4 separate regions of the Mus musculus genome follow, and regions 1, 3 and 4 are each linked to region 2. The links are chromatin contacts, called in public ChIA-PET, HiChIP or PLAC-seq and promoter capture Hi-C maps. All regions are on one chromosome and are shown on one strand. The core of a region is the stretch at or near the end of the contact, and the rest is flanking DNA. Distances in the headings are between cores, read along the strand shown.

Region 1 (2,700 bases), core at 67-2,566, 760 kb before region 2:
AACTGCCTTCCCCAGACTCCCTATATTGGAGCATCAATGCCAGAGACTCGTCACCATCCCAGTGACCGGTCGTTGGTCCTAGTCATCTTGGTGGAAAAGGATGTTGTGTTGAGCTGCCCTGAGCTGAGACAAGAGAACCAGAAGCTCACGGGCTGGCCTGGCAGAAACAAGAGAGAGCCTGCCTTACCAAGGTAGGAAAGGGGAACAGACTCCTGAAAACTCTCCTCTGATCTTGATTCGTGCACAGTGGCAGATGTGCATGCACACACACTCTCTCACACACATACAAGTACGAAATAATGAGAGAGAGAAAGAATTATAGATTCTCCTTGTTAAACTCCGTGGGGGTCCTTTTAGAGAGATGCAAATCCAGTATCTTTGTTTTGTGCTGCTATAACAGACAACCAGAGGCTGGACAATTTATAAAGAGCAGGTCTCTTTGGCTCAGAACTCTGGGAAAGCCAAGCACACGGTGCTTGGACAAGGCAGAGGTTTCAGATGGCGTGAGGATGTGGGGGAGAGGGACAGAGACAGGAGCTTGGGGACAGGGATGACTTAGCTTTTGATCTGAACCTATTCCTGTGATTACCAATCCACTTCTCTGCTGGAGGTATTACTGTATTCCTGAGGGCCAGGTCCCCAGGCCCTAGTCACCTCATAAAAGTCTTCTCTCTACAGTGGCACTTACATTTCAATGGTAGGGTGTGTGTGTGTGTGTGTGTGTGTGTGTGTGTGTGTGTGTGTGTGTGTGATGCAGGGGACAACACTGAGTTTTGTTCTCCAAGCGGTTTGCATTTAAAGGAAAAAAATATCTTTGTGAGGCACAGTGTCTTCACTAGCTTGGAACAGGCTAGACTGGCTGACCAGTGAGCCCAAAGATACAGCCTGGTTTGTGGCATACCCTCAGATCACAGTGTGGACCTGACATTTGCCCAGGGAGAGAAGGAAGGCAGGAAGCTGCTAGGTAGCTTTGAGAGAGCAGGAGGAAATCCCAGGGGCTGGAGGGAGTTAGGTAGGGGAGGAAGGGAGGAGGGCAGGTTGCTTGCACATGAAGTGAAGGAGTCCTGAGGTCAGCGTGTGCTTTGATATGCTGATAGGCGCCACTGCAATCCATACATCTTGGAACCTACAAAACAAAACAAAACAAAACAAAACAAAACAAAACAAAACAAAACAAAACCTCCCTTTGGGTCTAGAAAGCTTGTGCCCAGTTGCTGGCTGAGTAGCCCCAGGAGGGCAAGGCTTAAGTTTAGGTGCTGCAGAGATTCTGAGGGTGTGGCAGCTGGTTGTCAGTCAACCACACCTTCCCACAAAGCTCTCCCAGGGATATCTCTGCATCTGCATTAACACCGCGGGGCTATTGTTGGAACTGTGGATGGACCCAGAGAGGGCCGCACAGCCAAAAATGAGTCAATTCGCTTCCCCTTCCCCAGTAATTTCGGTTAGCTGGCAGATTAAATATGGAGGATACCTGTCACAGGACAACAGTGTTGGTACGGGGGATTCTGGAGAGAGGTGGCCTGTTTCTGCCAAGACAAGTTACCTAACTTTGCTGGAAGTCAGATTTATCCTCTGAAAAAACAAAAAAGGAGGATACTAACAGTTTTTCACTTCGTGGGTTGTGGGAACGAGATGAGATAATCCATCACAATGGCTATTATGCTCAAAGTGGGCTGCAGGGGGCAGCATCCTCACAGAAATGTAAGGAAACCTGGCGTTCAAAAGTACCGCACAGTGATACAGAGAGGATCAGCAGCATCACCGATATAAAGAACCTTACCGGTGGGTGGGCGCAATTAAGCAATTTCAAGAGAAAGAGCAGAAAATTTCAATCAAAAGACCCATGCGCACTTTACAGTGAGCACGAGAAAACAAGGAAGGCTTCCCTCTAGGAGCGGGACTACCGCGCTGCTGCTTTGGACATGCCTTGGTGAATCCCCGAACACAGCACAGGTTGCAACTAGAGACCAAGTGTCCTGAGAGAAACTGAGAAGGGAAAAGCTTTGGGCTTGCAGGACATGTGGGGCCGGATGCCAGTACAGTCCCTCACTAGATAGAAGACTTTAAACCGCTTGGGTCATGTCAGAGTTGGATGCTGACAACCTTTTACTCAAAAGGTCAGAGCACAGGACCAGCCAGAGACAGGCGGCCATTACTCTTCATCTCATGCCAAATGTCCTAGTGCCCCTTTTGATTTGCCCTGCTTTCCTGAAGGACACTTCCCTAGGTTCTCTGGCTTTTCCCAGAACCTTTAAAGCACCCATCACTACTCTTGAGTATGATTGGGACTCTACCTCCTGGACCCCGTAGGCATATCATTAACCATCACTAAACAAAGTCCCTACAGTTTGCCACATACTATTTTGTTTTACGCTGTTTTCAACACAACCGTTGGAACCCCCAATCTTATTCTTTAGCCCCTTTCTGCTTCTCTCTGGATTTAAAGAATTTCTCACACCACAGATGAAAACAGACCTTCTTTGTCATGGTTAACTGGCAATGCCCTGCACAGATGTGCCAGCGTGAAAGAATTTTAGGGCTGATGGATGGGTGGACTCTGATATTTTTTGTTGTTGTTGTTGTTGTTGAGAAAACATGGTGGAAGTGCCCTCTGTGTAGCTTGCTGTCTGTGGCGGCAAATGGTTCACTAGCGTGGATATCCAACCGTTTCTGAGCTACAGAGGTGAGCATGTAGAATTT
Region 2 (3,015 bases), core at 512-3,011:
GTTGGGTGGCGGCGGTTGTTTGGCAAGCCTTGAGACTGGGGGCTTCTGACATCTGTTTATTCCAGCAAGTGATATTATAAATAACAGTGGGTTTATGGGAAAGAGCCTGGGTGACAGCAGCACTTTCTCTTTAATCTCTTGATCTGTAGCAGGTTGTATATTTTACTGCCTTTTTAAGATTTCTTTTACCATTGAGGTGAATGTCCCTCTTTGTGGGAGAGTGTACATGCGCTATGGCTGTGTGTGCTTGTGTGTGGAGGAGTCCAGAAGACAGCACTGCATCCTTTAGAACTAGAGTGTTCTACAGTGTTTGAGAGCCGTCCAGTGTGGATGATGAGATCTGAAATTGCCTGTGGTCCTCATGATAGAGCAGCAAGGATTCTTAGCAGCCGTGGCTCCACTTTAGGTTGTGTAATTTCTAGAGTGACAGATACAAATGGATACAAATCTCTAGGTAGGTTTTCTTGTTCAGAATAACTTGCCAACTAGGTTCAGTAGCTAACAGTGAGCTTCTAAGAGTGCTTTAGTTCCATTCTTATCCCACTGAACAAGAAGATCTCTTGGGTAGGCAAATGTTAGGGACTTGGTTATAACCTCAGACCAGTCCATGCTGTACAATTGTATTTCTATCTTGCTTTAAACTATTGTCTGCTTTTGGTTTTCTTCTTTCTAGAATGATAGTAGACAATTTGCCTCCACAATCCGATATGATTTTAGTCCTAAACAGGAATATTTCAGCTTATATAAAGTTCATTTATTTTTTTTGTATGACGCTACCCACAAGTAATACCAACTTGTACCTGGCAAAATAGTGGTTCTGTTTCTTTATGCCCAGAAGCAAGCTCACGAGAAGTTATGCTTAGTAAGCCTGACCACACAAGAGCCCCTCCCAGCACTTATTTACATTAAGCCTGGTTGAAAACTCTCCCCAAGATAAGCGCCGCCAAAGAACCCTTAGAAGAAGTAAGACACTTTATCTTTGTGCACAGGCGAAGCCTTCGGAGAGCTTAGGTAGGTGTGGCTCCCAGAAACCAATCGTCCAATTCAAGGGGCAAATCAGGACCCGTGTTTACAAGAACATGTTGACACGTGTGGATGACGCGGTTGGACGCTGATGTGCGTGGGACAGCCTGTTTGGAATGTTGTTGACTCGCTTGGCCCGGTGTGTGTGGCCATTGTGAAGGTGGGCATGTAGTGTTTTTATATTACTGCCGCGAGCGGACACCAGAAGTCTGTCCGTTCGGTTGGAGTTAGTCCATTTCATCCTACCTGGTAAACTGAAAGAAACAGGATTGGGGGCGTCACCCGCTGCACTTAGGCCCCGCCCTTACACAGCCAGGCCCCGCCTCCGAACGCTTTAGGCCCTACAGCAGCCCAGGCGCTCCCGGCCGTAGGCTGCCCCAATTCCGTGTTCACTCCTCTCCCCGCCCCTGGCGGTCCGGACCGTACCACCACTGAATATAGGGAGCACACATTTCTCGTGTGCAAATGGCTTTCTGTCTGAGCCTTCTTCAGCCTTCACGATAGAAACGTGAGAAAGCTATGGTTTTTGTAGACAGACTCTTCAAGAATTTAGGGATCTTCGCCAGAACCCTGCCCTGGATTCTGGCGCCGCGGTGCTATAGTCCCCCTCCAGTTCCTTCCCGAATGGTCGCGCCCAGGGAGTACCTCTGGGCCCTTTAAATACCGCGTGGGGCTGCGGGGGGGCTCCAGAGTTGACAGACTGCTGAGTCTCCCCTTGTCTGCGACGCTGGTTGAGGGGGGATACGCAGAGCCCCGCGACCCCCGCCACCTAGCTTTCCTCGAGTCTCTACGCGGGATCCGGGGGTGCGTACCCATCCCAGGGGAGGGGCCGTGGGATCTGAGGGGACCGCGTCTCCTTATGGCAGCGGGAGGGCTCCTTGTGCCCTCCGAGTTCGGGACATTTGACCTCGGAGTCAAGGCTTGAAGTGGGGCACGGTGGCAGTGGTGGCCCAGGCTCTGCCGGGGCCGCTTGGTCGTGATGACATCCCTTTGGGTGCGTGCCAGCGACTGTGCTCAACGGCGCGAGACGCTCTGGGCTCCCCGTGCGGTCAGGTCCCCAATCCCTCGTCCCTGGAGGAGTGGGACTGAGCCGCGGTGGGGCCCGGCTGGGCCTCGGCCCTATGTTTGGGTCTTGTTGCTGGGTTTCTCGAGAGCTGGGTTCTGTCCCGGCAGTCCCCTCCCCCAAACGTTTGTTTTGACAGGAAACGTGGTGCTGCTAGAGGGAGGGGCGAGCAGAGAACGTGGGCGAGCGGGCAGGACTCCTGGGACTTCCGTTGGACTTGACTGTCCAGGAGGCCAGCTCAGGTCACATCTGGGTCAGACCCTTGCCTTCTCAGACCCTTGCTTTGCCTTGCTTTGGGTGGCGCCACAAAACATAGCAACGAGATTCGGTGGCACGTGGATGACACAGTTATGTGTTTACGTTAGTACAAGAGGAAAAACTTCCATTAAATGAGCGATTTCGCAATGTTTACTTCTAAAATGCGTTTATTAGACTGGGACTGTAGTTCTGTGGTAGAGCACTTTACAGGACTGTAGGTTCTGTCCTCCCCCAACCACAAGAAGCCCAAATCATGTGTTTAAACACAAGAATCCAGTCAACAAAGAAGGGTTTGTTAAACTACCGTTACAAGCAGAGTAGAAACACTTGAGTGGTTCCAGTGAGAATGGAACCTCCCTCTTTCATCGTTGTCTTGGTACCTTAACGGTAAAGAAACCAGGCAACTTGTCTTTGTCCTTAGTGGGCTGCTCAGCACAAGGTGGTGTTCAGCTCTCAGCTCTTAGTTAACCTACCTCCCAACTGATAATTTCAACCAGTTCTTACACTGGTTCCTGGGCTAGGAGTCCCCATCCCACCTCCACCTCCACCCCGCCCCGTCTACTCTGCCTTTTTCCTACCCCCATGGATTTCATACATTGCTCCACTTGAAGTGACCCAGGGCTGAAGGGCGCCTTACCCCCCGGGTGTGCAGCACAGGTGTTAAACTAGGC
Region 3 (2,938 bases), core at 233-2,732, 610 kb after region 2:
ACATATGCCTGAAGAGGGCAGACTTCTCGTTCACAGCTCTATCCCTCATATCCAAAGACACGGCTGGCACATAAGCTATCAATATTATCTGCTGAACTAATGCTTTCGTTTCATTCCGCCACACAATCGTCTATCCTGTTTTCCCAGGCACAGCTCACAAAATGTCCGGAGGATTTCTTCCAGTCGCAATTCCCTAGAAGGATTATACTTTGCCTCGAAAGAAAAACTGTGCTTTGTCTTGTCAACCACAAGGAGGAGTTGAGAGAGAGAGTTGGGAAACCAGCTAATTCTTTCCCTTGCTTTTCCTCCTCTAACCTCAAGGGGGAAGAAAGCTGGATCCGGAGCCCGCTATAATAAATGAATGGTTTTTCTCCACACTATGAGTTACCTAGACACACACGTCAACATTAAAGATTACAACCCTTTCGGAGGCCTAAGATATCAAGGCCATTATGATCTGGGAGTGTTTAATTCTCCTCCTAGTTATTTCTCGCAAATCAGGGAAGGCGTTCCCATCAACACAGACACATAACTTACCGGTAAAAGCTAAAGTGTTTCAGGGTCGTCAATAATCTCTACTACTAAGTCTGTACTATTTAATATTGACCACATCTACAATTCTTTAACGATGTAGGCAATTCGGTCCCTGGACTAAAACCAAATCTCAGATCTGACACTAACGCATCGACACCCGACTCGCGCACACCGCGATCGATTGATTTCCCAAGCGCTTCGGACTCACCGCCACCTGTTGATGCCCACGTTGGAAGAGCCGGCGAACCAGGGGTCGAGGATATAGACGCAGCGGATGGTGTCGGCGCCCTGGATGCACTCCTTCAGGGCGGGGTTGTCGTGGAGCCGGAGTCCCTTTCGGAACCAGTGCACGGCGTTCACCCCCATGCTCGGGGCGCGGCGGGTCACCCCGACTTCCTCTACCGAGAGCTTCAAGGGAGGGAAGCCGGGCTCATAACCGACACCTGCGCTTCCAAGAAAACCTCCTCACCCGAGGAGTGGGGAAAGGGCTGCAGAGAGGGGACGGGAGGAGGCGACGCCGAGGCGGGGCGCGGAGGTGGCGAGCGCGCAGCTGGCAGATGAATGGAGGCTGCCGAGGCGCCGGGATCCACGCGCGACGTCCTTCAGGAGCCCGCGCCCAGCGTCCGGAGGACACGCATACCTTCCAGGGCCTGAGACCCCCGGAGCGCAAGCGAGCGCGCGGGGCCCGAGCCGCCACGACGGCCCGAGCTGGTCGCAGCAGCCCCGGGAGGCTCGTCACGGAAACCTCGCCCAACCGAGGCGACCCGCGAGGAGACGGTGGCGCGCCCGAGGCGGCCTCCACGAACGGACACGAGCTCACGCGGCCTCCGCGCGACGCGGCCTGTGCGTCCCGGAGTGGGCAGCGAGCTCGGAGAGCGCGGGCTAGAGCTCCAGGCCGCGGGACGCTCGCCTGCCGGTCACCGGTCCCGAGGCTGCCCGGGTGACTCCGCCGCGTCAGCGGCCTCCGCCCCGCCCCCGGCTTCTCATTGGGCGGCATGCACCCCACGTGACCACCGGCACCTCACGTTTCTGAAGTGTGTTTACTACACTGGCTCAGACCCCCGCGTGCGCCGCCGCGCCCGGTGCTTCGGGACCGGTTGCGATCGCTGGGCGCTCACGACCTGAGTTCTCGCGTGGGATCCGGACTCGCAGCCTCTGCGGGTCTCCTGAGCCCCAGGCCGCTCGCGGGGGCCACAGGCCGCGAGAAGGGGGAGGAGGCATAGTTCTGCTCCCGGGGCCGGGAGCCGCCTCCATTGGCCGAGGCTCGCGGGGACCCGGATGAGCACGGGGCTGCGGGGAGCTCGCGGGCGCGCGCTCTGCCGGGCACGGCGCGCGTGCGCTGCGCTCTCGCGGTGGAAGAGAAGAGGCTAGGACGCGGGAGCGCGCCCAGGGCTCTTCCTATGGGTTGTGTGGAAGGTCTGAAGCCAGTTCCGTGTGCCCTGAGAGTTATTGCTGGGCTGGGTGAGAGGCAACCGAGGCACAGTCCTGCCTCTCACCCAGCTTCAATCAGGTGTTAATCGGAGTCCCCTGCTCTGAAAGGAGCAGAAATCACGCCGTTAGCCTTTTTTACTGTTTGGGGCGGGCACCTTTGCCCAAGCTCTGGAGAAGACAGGTCCGATCTCAGATATTCAGCATTTCATAATACTGTAGATACATCGTCAATTTATCAACTCTAATCTATTACATGAAGTGTAGTTTAGAAGGTATTTTGATTAGGTTTTTGGGCTTTTTGCTTTGCTTTTTTTTTTTTTTTTTTTTTTTTTCTTCAACTGAAGTTAAATGGGAAGAGGAACCTTAATTGTAGTAAAGACTTCCATCAGGTTGCCTGTAGGGAAGTCTGGGCACTTTCTTGATTAATGAGTGATGTGGAAGGACCCGACCAGTGTGTGTGGCGCCACCATTAGGCTGGTAGCCCTAGGCGGGTTGTATATGGAAGCAGGCTGAGGAAGCCACAGGGAACCAAAACGGCTTTCCTCCATGGCTTCTGCTTCAGCCCTCTATCTCCAGGTTTCTGCTTTGAATTTCTGCCCTGACTTCTCCCCACGATGGATTATTAACTGTAAACGGCAACAAACCCCTTCCTTCCTGGCCAAGTTGCTTTTGCTCATGATGTTTTATCAAAGCAATTGAAGTCTAATGAGAACACAGGGCCACATGTGCATCTTTACCAGACTTCCTAGCCATAACCTACAGGCCATGCCTTAGACATACAATGCCCTTTTTGTTGAGACGGGGTCTCGCGGAGCCCTGGCTTACCTTGAACCTGCTGTGTAACTGAAGATGGCTCTTGGTTTTGCTCTTATCCCTGAGTCCTAGCATCACCTATGTGCATATATTCATCCAGGGTTATTTATGTATTTATTTATGGAGACAGTATATCATTAAGCATCTAGGCTGCCCTTAA
Region 4 (2,725 bases), core at 120-2,619, 810 kb after region 2:
TAAAGATCCAGATGTGGGATTATTGGATCACATGGTAGTTCTAATTAGTAATTTTTTGAAGATCTTCGGCATTATTTTCCATAATAGCTATATCAATTTCCCTTCTCACCAATAGAGTACACTCTTCTTTATCCTCCACACCCTTGTTGATGCTTGTAATCTTTTGACTTTCTGATAATCGCCATCCTAACAGGCATGAGCTGGCAGCTCCTTATGGTTCTGATTTGCAGTTACCCTGATGGCCAGTGATGTTGAGTGTCTTCTCACATCCCTTCAGCCACAGTTGAACGTTCAAACCAGCAGTTCAAAGCACGTCCTTCCCTTGTCGACTCATACATTTACCACAACTCCCTAGCCCAATGTGGGATCCAGACAAATAAATAGATAGTAGCAAGCCAGCGTGACAAGGGCCCAGAAATGTGAAGCCATCGAAGAGGGTGGGGTGGTGGAAACACCCAGGATAGTTTTGGGAGATCAGGGTGGGCTTCTTGTAGGAATAGGATTGTGTAAGGGAGGTAGGAATCTTTGAATGAATAAGGTTTTTCCTAAGGTAGGTAGAGATAGACAAATAGCCAAGCAATGATGCTGTTAGACACAGAAATGCAGCAGACACACACATATATTTTGTATCTTTCTTTAGCTGAAAAGAATATTCTCCTGTGCACAAATTTAAGTTTGAGCAGTCTAGAGCATTGTCCACCAGAACCACAGAGTGGCCGGAACACACACACACACACACACACACACACACACACACACACACACACACACCCTGGAACTTAAGGGTAGATTCCTGTCTGCCGAACAAACCTAGAAAGTCCTGGTGACAGGTGGTTTATGGCTAGAGATTCGCTTCCCAGTGGCAATTATCAGTCTCCCCCTCACTACTTTCCTGTTTTATTTCCTTCCATGCTGGAGCAAACCCAGGCTGAGAAGCGGCACCCGCCTGAATTAGTCAGGGTGCCTGAAGAGGGAGGAGAAACGTGCATCTTGTATGGGCTGGTGGGAGGGAAAGAGAAATCTAAAATGCCAAAGCAGAAAGTAACCCTCGGACAAACACTTTATGAACCGCAGAGTGGAACAAATAACGATATAAATGATATTTTTGTCGATAGTTCGAAAGCAGAAACTAGGGAAGCTACAGTTGCAGGATGACTGTTCTTCTCCAGGCTTCCACCTAGGCCGCGGATCCCTCCTAGCTGCAGCCCTGGTCAAGGCCTGGGGGGGCGTGTCTGAGGGGCGGGGCCGCATGGAAGGGAGGAATAAAAAAAAAAAAAAAAAACCTAAGTAATTAGCATCCCCCGATTCCATTGGCTCTTCGACGGCCCTGCTTTGCATGCGCCCGCCCTCTGACTGCTTGGTTTGCTGGGGCTCAGCAGGGTTTTGCAGCCGCCTGGCTACAGCGCTTTAGTGCGGGGCGGGAGCTCAAGAGAACCGCGGCCCGGATCCCGGAGCCGGGGGAGCCCGTAGCCCGCCGAGCTGCGGCGGCCGTATCTGGGGCGATCTAGGTCCTATCGACACTGTGGCCGGCTCTCGGAGGCTTCTGCATCCGTCTGGTCCCAGGGAGGAGAGGACCAGACACTTTTATTTTGGATGAAAGGCGCGGGTCCTGGCGGGAGCTTCCTTCCCGGCCTGGCTCGCGGCTCAGTGCGCCCTCGCTCTGGCCCCGACTCCAGAAGATGACTTCAGGTTCCGCCGTGTATCTTCCCGTGGTGACGGCTCGGGGAGACAGGCGAAAGTAGTGACACTTGCTGGCAACGCCAGGTGGGAAAGTGAGCCTAGGCGACGTGGAGCCCCGCTGTCCCCGAGGACCCCGGTGCCCACAGATCCTTGCCTTTCCTTCCCCTCGGCTCCACGGCGGCTGCAGCATGAAGTGGCGCAGCGATGGCCAGGAGAGGTAAGAAGCCTGTGGTGCGAACGCTGGAAGATCTGACGCTGGACTCGGGTTATGGTGGCGCGGCGGACTCTGTGCGCTCCTCCAACTTGTCTCTGTGCTGTTCTGACTCTCACCCGGCGTCCCCGTATGGCGGGAGCTGCTGGCCGCCTTTAGCTGACTCCATGCACAGCCGGCACAACAGCTTTGACACCGTCAACACTGCCCTGGTGGAAGACTCCGAGGGGCTGGACTGCGCCGGTCAGCACTGCTCGCGGTTGCTGCCGGACCTCGACGAGGTCCCCTGGACCCTCCAGGAACTGGAGTTGCTGCTGCTGCGCTCGCGGGATCCCCGGGCAGGCCCAGCGGTCCCCGGCAGCCTGCCCAAGGACGCGCTGGCCAAGCTCTCGATGCTGGTAAGCCGGGCTCTAGTGCGCATCGCTAAAGAGGCGCAGCGCCTGAGCCTGCGCTTCGCCAAGTGCACCAAGTACGAGATCCAGAGTGCCATGGAGATCGTACTGTCCTGGGGCCTGGCGGCTCACTGCACCGCTGCCGCGCTGGCCGCGCTGTCCCTCTATAACATGAGCAGCGCTGGCGGCGACCGCTTGGGCCGTGGCAAGTCGGCGCGCTGCGGCCTCACCTTCTCCGTGGGCCGCGTGTACCGCTGGATGGTGGACAGCCGCGTGGCGCTGCGCATCCACGAGCATGCCGCCATCTACCTGACCGCCTGTATGGAGAGTCTCTTCCGGGACATCTACTCGCGGGTGTTGGCCTCCGGGCTACCTCGTAGCTGTAGCGGTCCTGGCCCTGGCTCCAGCTCCGGTTCTGGCCCAGGCCCCGGCTCAGGCCCCG

Evidence for each region. Promoter capture Hi-C pulls out the DNA fragments that hold promoters and counts their contacts. ChIA-PET counts read pairs in DNA pulled down with a chosen protein or histone mark. HiChIP or PLAC-seq counts read pairs in DNA pulled down with a chosen protein or histone mark.
Region 1: an H3K4me3 HiChIP or PLAC-seq map of forebrain shows a contact between it and region 2, with 11 times the contacts expected there. The contact joins the enhancer-like site here to the promoter of Tcp11l2 in region 2. A contact is called at or near these places in 1 of 39 promoter capture datasets (hippocampal neurons), 2 of 484 Hi-C or Micro-C datasets (cortical neurons and uterus), 5 of 115 datasets of contacts at active chromatin or transcription factors (astrocytes, bone marrow-derived macrophages, embryonic forebrain and 2 more) and 1 of 9 other capture datasets (embryonic stem cells).
Region 3: a promoter capture Hi-C map of pre-B cells shows a contact between it and region 2, with 6 times the contacts expected there. The contact joins the promoter of Cry1 here to the promoter of Tcp11l2 in region 2. A contact is called at or near these places in 2 of 39 promoter capture datasets (liver and pre-B cells), 4 of 484 Hi-C or Micro-C datasets (CD4 T cells, CD8 T cells, embryonic stem cells and 1 more), 2 of 115 datasets of contacts at active chromatin or transcription factors (memory CD8 T cells and regulatory T cell precursor) and 1 of 9 other capture datasets (adipose tissue).
Region 4: a contact with region 2 is called in an RNA polymerase II ChIA-PET map of memory CD8 T cells, with 7 read pairs. The contact joins the promoter of Btbd11 here to the promoter of Tcp11l2 in region 2. A contact is called at or near these places in 1 of 39 promoter capture datasets (liver) and 1 of 115 datasets of contacts at active chromatin or transcription factors (memory CD8 T cells).

What each region holds. Positions count from the first base shown.
Region 1 is chr10:83,818,150-83,820,849 of GRCm38.p6, forward strand. No RefSeq gene overlaps it. Among named protein-coding and RNA genes, the nearest start is that of 1500009L16Rik, 97 kb to the left of the region's middle. Within about 2 kb of position 1,317, at least 18 of the 459 cell types and tissues checked have an H3K27ac peak or open chromatin away from gene starts, as enhancers often do. A contact at or near this core is called in forebrain, where this site is marked.
Region 2 is chr10:84,575,186-84,578,200 of GRCm38.p6, forward strand. It overlaps Tcp11l2 (t-complex 11 (mouse) like 2), which reads left to right and starts at 1,762. Exons shown (of 10, transcript NM_146008.2): 1 at 1,762-1,827.
Region 3 is chr10:85,183,572-85,186,509 of GRCm38.p6, forward strand. Cry1 (cryptochrome 1 (photolyase-like)) reads right to left here and starts at 1,483. Exons shown (of 13, transcript NM_007771.3): 1 at 743-1,483. The coding sequence starts at 900.
Region 4 is chr10:85,385,445-85,388,169 of GRCm38.p6, forward strand. Btbd11 (BTB (POZ) domain containing 11) reads left to right here and starts at 1,370. Exons shown (of 17, transcript NM_028709.2): 1 at 1,370-2,725. The coding sequence starts at 1,885.